3 separate regions of the Zea mays genome follow, and regions 2 and 3 are each linked to region 1. A link is a contact called in public Hi-C data. All regions are on one chromosome and are shown on one strand. Each heading gives the region's core, a stretch centred on a gene start, on an enhancer-like site or on the middle of the called end of the contact. The rest is flanking DNA. Distances are from core to core; before and after follow the strand shown.

What was found. Hi-C and Micro-C count contacts between places; a contact is called where the count stands out from the background.
Region 2: a contact with region 1 is called in a Hi-C map of ear, with 1.9 times the contacts expected there. The contact joins the promoter of LOC100192592 here to the promoter of LOC103643361 in region 1. A contact is called at or near these places in 2 of 25 Hi-C or Micro-C datasets (ear and tassel).
Region 3: a Hi-C map of leaf shows a contact between it and region 1, with 6 times the contacts expected there. The contact joins the promoter of LOC100192470 here to the promoter of LOC103643361 in region 1. A contact is called at or near these places in 3 of 25 Hi-C or Micro-C datasets (ear, leaf and tassel).

The regions. Positions count from the first base shown.
Region 1 is chr1:227,906,169-227,910,705 of Zm-B73-REFERENCE-NAM-5.0, reverse strand. LOC103643361 (replication protein A 70 kDa DNA-binding subunit B) reads left to right here and starts at 2,322. Exons shown (of 17, transcript XM_020546721.3): 1 at 2,322-2,783; 2 at 3,301-3,376. LOC103645322 (putative E3 ubiquitin-protein ligase RING1a) reads left to right here. Exons shown (of 12, transcript XM_008668396.2): 9 at 435-962; 10 at 1,042-1,149; 11 at 1,220-1,393; 12 at 1,467-2,098. The coding sequence ends at 1,499. LOC103643360 (probable polyribonucleotide nucleotidyltransferase 1, chloroplastic) reads right to left here and starts at 4,422. Exons shown (of 3, transcript XM_020546723.1): 1 at 4,225-4,422; 2 at 4,067-4,114; 3 at 3,827-3,964. The coding sequence starts at 4,407. The coding sequence ends at 3,842.
Region 2 is chr1:228,323,184-228,327,720 of Zm-B73-REFERENCE-NAM-5.0, reverse strand. LOC100192592 (DNA excision repair protein ERCC-1) reads right to left here and starts at 2,447. Exons shown (of 9, transcript NM_001137807.1): 1 at 2,127-2,447; 2 at 1,972-2,041; 3 at 1,759-1,862; 4 at 942-1,041; 5 at 769-845; 6 at 315-414. The coding sequence starts at 2,404.
Region 3 is chr1:228,221,065-228,225,601 of Zm-B73-REFERENCE-NAM-5.0, reverse strand. LOC100192470 reads left to right here and starts at 2,349. Exons shown (of 1, transcript NM_001137690.2): 1 at 2,349-3,893. The coding sequence starts at 2,465. The coding sequence ends at 3,646.

The DNA of each region.
Region 1 (4,537 bases), core at 1,073-3,572:
ATGACAGATAACTTCATAAAGTTCTTCAAAAATAAAGAGAATTTCATGAACGAAAAATGAAATAGAACAATTATTTTCATGTTAACTTTGTTAGTGGCAGAAATTCATTATATTATTTGGAACTGTAATCTGTAAAGCATGCTCTTCGTTCCAATGAATATAAACTTATGTTAGCTACATGAATAGTGGATTCATGAAATTACCAACTATGTCCTACCCTGGCTACAAAGTGGTGATAAGAAACCTTTTTCTCCAAGAACCCAGGAACTTTGTTTTGATGTCTGTGCATATGCAAATGCTCTTGTATTCAAGTCTAACACCTATAAAGACCCGAGCTAATGATTGACATATTTGTATGCATCTGCCCTTTTATTTCCTCTGTCTATTTTTACATTGAACTTAAGTTCATTTTCCTGATTAATGTGCATGTGAAGATTCAAGCATCCATTGCTGAGGCTTTTCGGAAACAATCAGAAGTTATTGGGCGGAAGTCTACTGCCAAAGCTACTGCTGCTGCATTTGTAAGAAGATCACGCCGTAACATTCGGCCTAATGGGCAGAATACCTATTTCCGTGGCCGAGGAAAAGCCAGTTCTGATGACGTTGCTCTGGCCTGTTCTGAAGATGAAGAGGATGGAAACGGTGAAAGCTGTAGCAAAGAGGCCTCATCTGCGGAGGAGAGTTCCCCAGAGAAAAAGCAGAAACGACTGCCAAAATGGCCAACACCGCGTTCTTCACCTGCCCGAGCATGCAATGATGAGGTTGCTTCTGATGAAAAGGATGATGTAGGAATATCCAGGGAAAATTTCAGCACATCTCCTCTACGAGCATGGGGAAAGAATGGCACTCGCAGTCAGACTCGCCACAGTAGCTTCAGTGGTTCAAATGGCAGGATGGTCAAGGGTGGGCGCATGATCAAGTTGGTTGAGTGCTTGCGAAATTCTGACGACAATGAAGGCGAGGTGAACACAAAAGTGCACGTGATATGTTTCCTTGTTTATTGGAGTGTTGCATTGCTTAGTTACTAACTTTATTTGACAGCGTGATGTACATCTTTGTCTGCTTCCACTTGATGGACAAACGGCACCAAATCTGGAGAAGTCATATCTGTGTTGCGGCCCAACTCTGTCCATCAAACAACTTTGTCAGGTCAGTACTTGTTGAAACACTTGTGTCCATCGTCAGAAATCAGAACTTACAGACGAATGTCTCTGTGTAGTTTGTCGCCAGTCAGACATCTCACAAAGATGAAGAAGTTGAGATGTATGCGCTGAAGCCTTCTTGTAGCAAGCCTGTCAGCACTAATACATGCGGTCCTGACAAAGCAAGGCTCGCAGGGGAGGAACGCCTTTCAGACTTGCGCTCCTCGTTCACATTTCCTAATGGGGTTCTGGTGAGATCAAACACTTAGATTATCTGATTAGACCCGTTCACGTTTATTCTAAATGTTATACTCTTCATTTCAGGAGCTGGTGTATGCCATAAAAGTGGCTAACTAGATGCTGAGTGAAGGCCCATTAGTTCAAATGGAAGTGTTTTTTGTTTATACATATCTTCATCGTGATCCCTTGACGAAATGACAGGTTTGGGCTCTTGAATACAACTTGGAAGGAAAAAAAACGTTGGGGGAGACTAGTTGTTGTATAATTAGCTTGTGAGATGTGAGATAAATGTGCGTACGTTGTCAACGAATAGTTTCAGAAGAGTCAGATTGGCTTCCACAGTTCACCTCGCTGCAACCCAAAATCTGGTCTCCACTGCCGGCATTTGGGGGAATTTCTCGGTTGGGTGAAGGCTGAGTTATTTCCTCGAGTGGTCAAGTTGTTTTACTTCCACAGTTCACCAGTTTCAGCTTTTGTAATTCATCGGTTCATATTCTTCAGGCGGCAGCCAGTCCGTGCTGCGAACGACTTCCCAGATACATGTAACATAAATCTTATAAAAAATATATATGTAACAGAAATTACTTTTTTTGTCGTTTCTTTGTACGGCACAAGGACAGTCGTATTTAACCTTGAGCTGGTTATACCAGAGTGTTACTATTTTATTATATCTGTACTTATACAAACTACAAGGCAATGTATTCTTCCTTTGCGAATGTTGTTAGCAGGCAGTTTCTTCCACACAAAAAAGGTCGAGTCAACAATTTTAGAAAACAACGCCGCTACGCCCTTGAGAAACTCGCATTTTGCACTGTTTAAAACTGTGAGATGCTAGGCATTACTTCTAGTTAAAGGATACACGCTGGTGCTGCCCTGAGAGTGTTTCACGCGATCTCAGCGTCTTACGCACCGACGCGTGCGTGTGTGGTACCGTCTACACAGCGTTTCGTGCAGTTGGAGCCACGTCCACCACTGACCTGTCTACCTGTCTCCTCCACCGGCGACCCGTCTTCTCCCAGCGACCCGTCTTCTTCGCGTCTGCGACACGGGCTCCGACGGGAACGCGCCGGCGTCCGCGCTTGAGGACGGCTGTCGTGCCTGCGGGATAGGGGATCGCTTCGTCCACACGTGCCCCGACAGTCGTGCCGCGATATGGACGGCTCGGACCTGGGCCTCTGCGACACGGCCTCCCACGGCGACGCGCCGGCGTCCGCGCCTGAGGACGGCCGTCGTGCCTGCGAGAGAGGAGCTGGCTTCGTCCACGCCTGCCCCGGGAGTCGTGTCGCGACCTGGACGGCTCCGACCGGGTCTTCCACGAACGGCGCGGCGGCCGGATCTGCGACGGAGCGGCACGGGCCAAGGACGGCGGGGGCTTGCGGCCGGCGCTTCGCCGTTAGCCAGGTGAGTGCGCCGCCTCGCCTTCTCCAAAAGCGCACGCACCGGGGTACAACGCGTTGGCAACTGTAGATCTACGATTTTCGAAAATCGCCGTTAGCGAGGCCATTGCGCCGCTGTAAATCTCCTGTGGAGGTCGTCACGCGTCGCTGTGCTCCGGTGCCTCTGCCCATGACGTTAGGTGAGGGTTGTTCACCGTATTTTAAAATCCCACAAATATGGAGCCCCTTCGCTGTTCTTCCGTCCCGTCGCCTGTGCTTTATCAACAGTGCAGCCTCACTGTTCTCGTGTCCTTCACCATAGCGCCCATCCCGCAGCTTTCTGCTACATATATGGAGCCCCTACGCTGGTGTTTTCCTCTTTCCGTCGGCCTGGTACCCGGCGGAAGCGCCTTTCTCCTCGTCGACTCCGTCGTTCTCATCGTCCGTTCCTTTCTTCTGATGCTAATTTCTCTTGTGTTGGTTCTTGGTCGTCTCTTGATTGCGTCATGTGTGTTAGCTCATAGGAACTGTTGTTCTTGTAGATCTGCTACGTAGCAGCAGGGCAGACACGCGCAAGTCCTCAGGCTCTCCTCTCGGTCTCTTCTGCAGCTATTCGAGGTGAGCGGCTCCTTCCACCATCCCTCTCTTGGTTATGTTGATTTGGTGTCCATGGATACACTGTCTGCATTTTTAGATAGTTGTTGATTAGATGTCCTTATGTCCACCATCCCTCTTCTGCAGCGTTGATTAGATGTCCTTATGTCCCACATTAGTTTCTTGGAACTCTACTTTTTTGGGGACAAACAGAGTGGTGTCTTGATTCATTTTGTCCTGCACATTTTACAGCTACTTTCTCTTCTATTTGCATGCGTAGATAGTTGTTTCCCATTTCGCTTGATACAGACATGGATACAGGCATACAGTCCTCTCTTTGTTATTATGTTGATTTGGTGTCCATGGATAGGCTGTCTGCATTTTTTCAGAATAGGTGTGGTCATGTGGCACTTGCTTAGATGTTACTATGTCCCGCAACAGTTTCTTGGAACTATACTTTTTTGGGGAGAAACAGAGTGGTGTCGTGATTCATTTTGCCCTACACATTTTACAGCTACTTTGTCTTAGTACAGACTTACTTAGAATATGTTGTCTCCCTTCCCTAGCTTGAAGGAGTGCTTTCTCCATCACAGGTAGAGTTATCCCAACTACCTGCCACAGTGCAAGAACCAGACAGATTTAACCAATGTAGCAAAGCCTCCTAATAGCAAAAATGCATGACAAATACTTCCAAATCTATATCGTCATTACAACCTTAATGTCCATCTGAAATGCAGATATGCCACTTTCATTACCAGCAATCTGCAACAAGGGCTTACAGATAAGAAATCTGAGCTTTGAACAGAACAACATATACTGACCATGCTAATGCAGTTCCAAGTACCAAATTCAGAACAAAATACATGTCACACCTTCAAATCCATGTCACCAGAGGCATCTTCAGCTCCAGTAATATCAGAAAGTATAAGTGGGCTACCATCTCCACCAAATTCTTGTGTATCAAGGACCAGGCCCATTGCAATTCTAGCAACAGGAAACTTTATAGGAACCCCATCATCTTGAAGTGCTAAACAACCTCCACAAACAGAAGCCATGCTGGTGTCATATCATAGAAAAAGTATTAGCAATTGAGGAGTAATCAAACGCTTAATTCTCTACTGTAGTCTAAACAGACCCAGAGAAATGGTTGAGTGCTAACTGTATCAGAAATATTAGATATAACAT
Region 2 (4,537 bases), core at 1,198-3,697, 420 kb before region 1:
TACCTTTTTAGTTGATTCATACAATAATTAATGTATTTATTTTATATATGTGTTTAGATTCATCATCATCCATTTGAACATAGACATAAAAATCAAGAGCTAAAATGTTATGTTTTCAAGTCGGCCAATTAATCATGATTAGTCGTGATTAATCGCCCAAGTCAGTTAGCCAGAGCGACCAACAAGTAGTCCGACTTGAAAACATTATCGACTAATATTTTGGGACGTAGGGAGTACCAGTTTTCCTCATCAACCGATGACATAGATCATCAAATTATCTTGTTCTGGAGAGGGTTCCCAGGAAGTATATATACCCGTGATAGATAGTCGTTATCCATGTGCTCACGAATACTGTCAGCTGGCTTGTTTTCATATACTTTAATAGTCTCCAAGTACCGACCACATTCCTCCAGGCTACATAGAAGAGAGAACAGTTTGTTCAGACAACTTACTCTTAACTTTTCATGACCATATTTACATCATCAATTCATCATGCAATTGTTATGGAACCTCTCCGGTTTGTGTGATGGAGGACCATTAAATTCTTTTTTAGAAAAACAAAGACAAATATGTGCAGTTATTTTAGTTGAATATTGAGATAGCAAATAAGATTTGTTTGGACACAATAAAAAAGACCCAGCGCAAGGTGATCCAATAACTATATTCATATTTATGTAGAACTGATATAACAATCAGGACAGCTCACAACGAACAGGACCCCAAAAAATATTGAATCCACTCACATTAGAGTTACTATGAGAAAAATACCTCCAACCACACAAAAGGGTGCAGTCATGAAGCAGCGCTGTTCTTGTAATTTCATGCAAAGGCTTGATTACATCTTCCTATGACAGCGAAAATGCTAGATTTTTAAGTTGAGATGCTTCAAAGTGATTATACTTTGGGAAAGCAGGTATGTTGGTTAAGTGACTGAAACTTACAACATCAACATGGCACAAGATGACACGCAGCCTGAAATTCTTCTGCAGCTCTCTTATCCGATAGTACAAGTAGTCTGGATGTAGAAGATGGTACCTGATACTGCATCCATAACAACAGAAACTGAACGGTAAAAACCACAGTACAACAGAACCACAACAAACACACTCTGTGGCACCATTTGCCCTAATACTAATCAACATTGATAATTGCTACAGCACAGTACAGCTCAGAGAAGTAAAACCAGATAGTTTTTGCTCACAACAAAAGAATACCTCATGACACTGTCTAATAATATACAGGCATGAAAATGATGTCTCCTGGTAGATTTCACATTCAACTAATCTACACAAGTCCAATTCAGGATTTCTAAAGACTATCACTGAAGACACGATAAGCCCAATAGTTCTCTAAACAACTCTGTAAATCTTAACTTTAAGAAGTAAATAGAAAAACGCTTCTCCAATAGTTCTTCAAATGGACTTGCTAAATTAGTTACTTGTTATCCAACCTCATTTACTCTCCAGATTTGGCAACTCCATAGCAACTCCCTAAATGTAGTTGTCTTCAATTTCTTTACAACTACGTGTTCATTTTTTTTATTTCCCGCATAGCGAGGTAGCCAAGTCTAGCGTGGTCTTTTTTTCATTTTCCGTGTAGCGAGACCGCCAGGTTTGACGTGCGTGACACAACTATTGTCTAAATATGAGGAATTGTTGGAGACCAAGCTATTTTTTTTACTCCCAATAACTATTTAGCAATTTGTTAAACATAGGTTTAGGAAGCTTTTTTCTAAAGAACTATTGGAGTTGCTCTAACCTTAAGTACAAGGCACATGACGATTGCCCAAGCACATAGTCCGGCACGACATCGGCGAACGTCCATCTAGCATTCCTAATGTGCTTCAGCAGAGGGTTTCCTCTCTGTCGAACAAGAATGAATAAAAAAGACACGAAATTTGCTTTAGAACAAGGGGACAAGAACCTCAAAGAGGTCAAAAGTGTCATGGTGCCACAAACCACGCCCCAGTACCTGCCTATGACTGACGAGAATGGAGTTCTTGCTTTGGGGAGTCGGCGCTGAGGGGCTAGCTTGAGTCGGCCTGCGCCAGCAAACCTGGCACGTCAGAGTCGAGGCCGGCGTCGCAGGTACTGAGAAGAGGGAGAGAGGGAGGACAGTATAGGTACCTCGGGGTGGTGGTGGGCTGGGGAGGCGGCGGCGGCGGAGGTGAGTAGAACTCGGAGGACTTGAGGAAAGAAAAAGCCTGCGAGAATGATCCCGAGGACGACGACGAGGATGAAGCGGCGGCGGCGGCGGAGGTGGCTACAGGAGGGTTGTAGGATGGCGGCTTCGAGGAAGAGGTGGAGGCGCCGGTGCCGAAGACCTCCTGATAGGACGGGATCTTGATGAGGTTCTTACCGGGCTGCGACTCCGGCGGCGCCTGCTGCTCTCTTCCCCCGTCCATGGCAGCGCGGGAGACCCAGAGGCGTGGCCGTATGGGGGACGGACGGACGCGGAGTCAGTGGCGACACGCTGCACCTGCACGGAACCCATGGGGGCCGCCGGGCCTGTCTGCCCGGAGATGTGCGAGTAGCAGTTGCGGAGGGGATGCCATGTTTGGGCCAAATCCATGGGCCTGATTTGGACCAAGAGGCCGTTTCGTAGAGATTCACCGTCGGCTTGAGAAACTGTTTTACTCGCTTTTGTACCAAACAGCTCACAAGCAGGGAATAATTTCTCGGACGAATTTTAACGAAATTCGGAAAATTTTCTCGTTCTCAGTGCTGATCGGGATTCAAATTTCTAAGAATTTCGTTTAAAGTTTTGAAAAATATAAAAATCATAAAAATATGATAAAAACTAGATGTTTTTCTAAGTATTTTGATATATCTCATATTGCAAAAAACACATCAGATCGTAAACTCATTGGCAGTTTGGCACAGAGATGGAAATTTAACTCTTAAAACCCCAAACACTACGACTGCGAGTATAGATAAAGATTTTGACCTACGAATGCACTCGGACCCGACCCGAAGTTTCGTAAGTGTGGGTGTAGATTTTTATTTGAACACGTGAGTGACCTACCTCTGACCCAAAATTTGGTTTATTTTTATTTTGCGCAAAAATGATTAAGATACAATAGTACTTATTTTAAATAAATAACTTGACCAATGATTCATGGAATATTTTGTTGTTGTTCAACGTGAGAAGACTTAAAATCCCTAGATATAACTCAATTATTGTTGACACTTAATTGTTTATTGTTGAATTATCATTTAAAAGTGTACAATGAGTAAAAAACTCGCGAGTAACCCAACATGTTCAGGTGAGGGTTTGGAATGACACCCATGGTGCGATTGCAGACGAGTTTAGGTAAACTTCTTGGGTGTGATCGCTGAAGGGTTTTTAATCCATCCGACTCAAATCTGACCCGTTACCATTTCTAATTAGCAGATCCGTTAACTCATTTACATCACCCAACCCATCCTCTTGTCATCACAAGCCGCTCTACTCATTCCCCTTTGCTCCCAAACCATGTCCAGTCAGGGGCGGACCCAGGCCCATGGCCGCCTGGGCCACGGCCCGGGGCGCAGGTCCAAAACATTTTTAGAAGAGCTCGTGTTCGAGTCTAGCTGGACTGTGCTGAAGAGCTGCAAACTTACATCTGTTGTCGCGCCGTCTCTGCCGGTCTGTCCTCTGTCCTCTCGCCTCACTGAGTCATAGTTATATGTATGTATATCCATCCGACACAGTGCAAGCTTCACAAGCACAGGATAACAAACATGCACAAGAGCAGGCTACGACCACCTACATTTGTCCTGCAGATTTATATATTAGGCTAGTAGCAAGACCTCGGGCAGCACATGCTAGGCTCCTGCTAGTCTAGAGAGATGGAGGGAGGGAGAGACTAGAGAGCAAACCATCGAGCTAGGAGAAGCAAAAACAATTCCCAAGCTAGCAAATGATTCTAAACCGAAGAGGCAAAAAAAATTACAAGCCATAGGGCTTAGAAACTACTACCTCCATTTTCTTTTATTTGACGCATGATAGTTTAATTTTACACTAGCAAACGTCAAATAAAAAAGATCTGAGGGAGTACGAAACAAGATATTCCATACAGCCATCTAATACCATAATCACCAAATAAAAGATCAAAAAGTTGCGACCAAATATACAAGATCACATGGCTAGAAATTAAGTTTGAGATTGAGCCTCTGTGGAGAGAGCTTTCTCATCTATGAATATCATTAAAACTGAGTTGCGGAATAAGACAGGAGACGAATGACTTAACCATCGTATGGTATGTTGATGTGATATGATACATCTGGAAGAAACTACATCATAACTTGTATGTCATCTTTAACATCTATGACAAGGTTGTTTCGTCGTACAATTTTTCTTTATATGCTACTGTTAGAGTTTATGGTCGTTTAGGCCCGAGTCTTGGCTAATTTCTGGGTCCGCCACTGTGTCCAGTCAGAAAAATCACCAAAACCAGCCAAGTCTATCGTGGCTACAGCGAAATTTGCCTGCTAACGATGTTTCTCGGTCAGGTAGTGGTGGATTCTGCCCGCCCTAGTGGTTCCTCGTTGTTCTA
Region 3 (4,537 bases), core at 1,100-3,599, 310 kb before region 1:
CTACTTATTTAATTTTTATAATCAATGTATGTTCAATTTTTAATTAATATTTAAGACCTATATTTAGGGATGACAACACGGAATTCCCCGTCGATGAATAGCTCCCTATCCTCGTCCCTACGATGAAAAAATTTCTAAGCAGTAATTTTCACAAATGCCTGTGAGGACATAGGAGTGAAGATAGAGAATGTTTCCCGGTCTCGTACTCGTTCACTTGTGGGAAGAGATTTTCCGTTTACATTTCCATGAAAAAAACTTATTTTATCTTTATCTTCTAAGGTTTAGTTTGGCAACATTATTTCTCAAAAGAATTTTTATCTTTAGGAAAATAAAAACCTCTTAAGAAAATGAAATTACCAAACTAGCCTGAATGGAAAAAAATCTCCATGACGAATCGAAGATGACCCAAGAGATTCGGAAAATAGGAACCCATCGATAATGGAGGCATTGCAGTCGCCGCTGTCATGAGACCGTGAAAGCACAAGCCAACGACGCCTGTTTACATGCCGCACAAAGTTCGGTGTGTTGAATAATAAAATCACGAGAACATAAGGTATCTTGATCGACCCGTTGTTGGAAACGGTCAAGTCAGATTCAGTCTCTTTTTCTTTTTTGAACGGAATCCAGTCTTGTTCACGAAGATTTTGGATCCTCGTGTCTGCATGTTTTCATCTCTTCCCCACCAACACGAACAGGCGGAACAGCTAGGTCAGCACCAACCGAACCGGCTCGTGCACCGGTACGCCAATAATGCTCGCAGGCGCACCAGTTTATCACCACACCATCCACGAGCCCATCGTGTCAGTGTCAACTACCCCCGGGCTCCCGGCTCGTGCATCGGTACACCAATACTGCTCGCAGGCGCACCAGGTCATCGGTCACCATCCACGAACCCATCGTGTCAGTGTCAACAGCTCCCGTTTTCGGGGTTCCCGGGTCCCGGTTCGCCGGCTCGCCGCCGTGTCGCGCTGCAGAGAAAAAAAAGACCCCGTCAAAATCACCGAAAAAATCTTGCGCGCATGTCGCTATGCTCCGCTCTCCGATTTTTTATTACATTTCAGCTCCTTTTCTTATTTTTTTTACATTTAGATCTCTGGACGATTTAATATCGTTTTTGATCTTTTAATTGACGTCATAACTCACAACGTTGAAGTAACACGTCTTGACGCCATGATCTATGACGCCGAGTGAAGGATACGCAGGACTCTAGACGTTGAGGTGGTGCATACGTGGCTGAGTTAGTGCGTACGTGGTCGAGCTTGACGTAGCTTGACGTCGTGACCTATGGCGCCGAGATCGCTGCCAAATAAAGCTTATGTTCTTTTTCGTCCTTTTGCTTTCAGTTACGTACATTATTTTGGTTGATTTTATTTTATTTTGGTCCGATTTATTTTTCCTATACTGCACTAACATTTTGTTGATATAAAAGACCATATTTGTAAGAAAAAAGAAAATACATTTTAAACAACGACATATACTAGTAGTTGCGGAGGTATCATACGTGTGCGCACTAGGATGCATGTGCTAACAAAAAGGAACGACAAGGAGTGTAAGTTAGTTTCAATACAGGGGCAAATTTAGAGAGGTTCACGGGATCAGCGGATCCCGAGGAATTTTATAAATCCTAGCAAAACACTGTTAAAGTTTATAAAAATTTGTATAATATAGTAAAGTCGTTTTTATGACCTCTACAATATTTTTAGCTAGATTTGTTACTGTTTGAATAGATTTCGTTATTAAGCAGAGCTCCCGAGTTCCAACCGAGTCAATGCCGCTCATATGGCAGCGAGTTTGTACGTGACCGCTCAACATCAGAGTCTGACACATCTGGTACCTCGACGCTATAGACTATAGCGTCGAGTAAGACTAGCTCTAATAGACCATGTAAATGGCCAACCAAAGCTAATTTGTCTCTTCATGTTATGCTACACGTTTCCAAAAGGGGAGCCATCCTAGCCAGGCAAAATGATATTAAGGAGAGAGAAAAGCGAATTTAGATGGTGCGATGGAAACCAGACATTTTTTCTTGTGCCTCTGATATCTGGTCCCATGTTTGTCTCTTATCATTCACTACTCTCCATTCAGCTATTTTACCTTCTTTGTTGGAAACAAGAGGACATGTATTTCTTCATACACAGGGTAAAAAACTTTTTGCCTGCCCATTTTACCTGTCGGCTGTTGGAGCCAGCCTAAATGGTAAAAACGACATTAAATAATATATAATCTAAATGTGATTTTTTTTAAGAAAAGGACTAAAATAAAAAAAAATCGGCTCCGCTCCGCACCAGCCGCGCATGTTGACTTCAGCGAACGCTGCATTTTTCACCGCTATGCTTCAGTTTGAGCCCCCTTGCCCCTTCTTTGCTTGGGCAGGCAAGCCAGAGCCAGCCGCGTGAAAGACACCGAGCGCAGACAGGTTGGAGTTGGACATAACCTCTCCCTCTCCTCGGCGCCTCAGCCGGGCATGGCGTGCGGCGGCAGGGGCGGCACGGGGTGGTCCTCTCTGCCGGCGGACCTGCTGCTCAGCATATTCGCCCTCCTCCCTGCCGACGCTCACCGCGTCCGTTTCCGCGCCGTCTGCGCGGACTGGGGCGCCGCCGCCGCCGCGTGGCGCCCGCGCCCTTGGCTCGTCGGCTCCCGCACCGACCGCTCCGGCCAGGGCGCCAGCGAAATTTCGTCATTCTGGCTCGCCCCCAGCGTCGCCCTCCTGCCCTTCGCCGCGAACGTGCCATCGGGGCTGGAGTACCTCTCCTCGTCCCACGGCTACCTCGCGCTCTCGGACCCGAGGATCAGCCCCAAGGTCATCCTCCTCCTCAACCCCTTGACAGGCAGGCGCGTCCGCCTCCCGCCCATCGGCTTCTTCAAGAAGTGGCTCGACTTGACCACCATCGTGCTGTCGGGCGACCCCGCCACGGCCACCGAGTGGGCCGCGGTGGCCGTCGGGTTCCCGACGACCTGCCTCGCGTACTACAGCTCCGTCACTGGGGCGTGGACGCGGCTCGATTTCAGCGTGACCGGCTACGCCGCTGTCGAGCACTACAGGGGGCGGTTCTATGTGGCCTTCAAGTCCTCGATCTGCATCTGCGAGGTCGACGGGGACGCGCCCGCGGTCATCCCACTCGAGCACGTCGACGCGAACGGCGACGCCGTCGTCTCGGACAACGACAAGCTCCCTGGCGAAGGGAGGCGCGTCGTCGAGACGCACCTGGTGGAGTGTGACCGCCAGCTGCTCCTCGTCTCGGTGCACGACGACGTCATGTACAACTCGGACGACGACATGGCGGGCGTGGACGACGGGGGCATCAAGATCGGCAGCGGGTTCGCGCGTGCGGTGGAGGTGCACAGGGTGGATTGGCTCGGGGATAGGACGGTGCGGCTGGTGCGCGTGGTGGACCTCGGATGGAACAGTCTGTTCCTGGGGCGGAATCGCGCGTTCGCGCTCTCGCGGGCGGAGTTCCCCTGGTACCGCGCTCGCGTCAATCGCATCTACCTCGTCGACCGTGGCCACCCGGACGGGGTCGTCAGGGTGTTGGGCATGGAAAGACAGCGGGGGCGCCACCTGGAGATCTTGACCATCAAACCTGACGACGGCCGGCGAGAATCGGCCGGGTGGGCGCGCCGTGGATGGTTCTTCCCCAACTACTAGCCACTGTGGTCATTTTGTCTCTATGGGTGTTTTTTTCATAGCCGCCTAAGCCTGGATAGCTAAACCGTGGTTTCGGCAATGCAAGTTACACTTGTTTGATTGCATTAGCTAGGAAGTATTTGTTCCAAGTTTCTTCCTTCTTTGTAAGTCATCAACACATCCTTAAAATCAACATCCGAAGTATAGTGTTCTTTCATGGTTTTCAAGCCAAAAAAATTGAAATCAAGTTGTGAAAGCATGATGCAACATTTTGTCGGTGTTTCGAGTGATGCATGTTTTAGGTCCGGATAGTATGCAAGTAGGATGCAATGATTATACTGGTTCGGATGGAATGTCCATACTTAAGTCCGCCGTGGTGGCCGTGTTGTCTTGCGTTATGTTCCCTTTTCCCTCTTCGGCTACCAGCCCTCCCTTTTATAGCTTAAGGGTAGGTTTGCTTACATTTGTTCCTCCCTAGAGGAGAGAATGGAAAAAGATAAGTAAAATTCATGAAAAGGCTTAAAGTGCTTCACTTCGGTCAATAACATCTTCTCATGTTGTTCATTGATCTCGTAATCTTGTACTTGTTGACTTATCCTGGTCAAGGCATGACGTGTGTGCGAGCGCGGTGATCTGTATCGTTGAATGTCTTTGGTTCTGATGGGGGACCATGCCAGGGTTAGTAAAACAGAGTTGCCCATAGTGATGGTGCATGTCTCTGGAGTGGGCTCATACGATGTAGACTACATTCGTACCCTAGTCTCGCCGATCTCTCATACCTCACAGATCGTCCGTAGCGTCTTTATCGTTTTCGTACAAGGGATGTGGGGTCTACATTTGATTTAGACGTAATCAATATGAGAGTTAGACGAAATGAGGACAACCCCATTCCACGCCACATCGTGATGACTG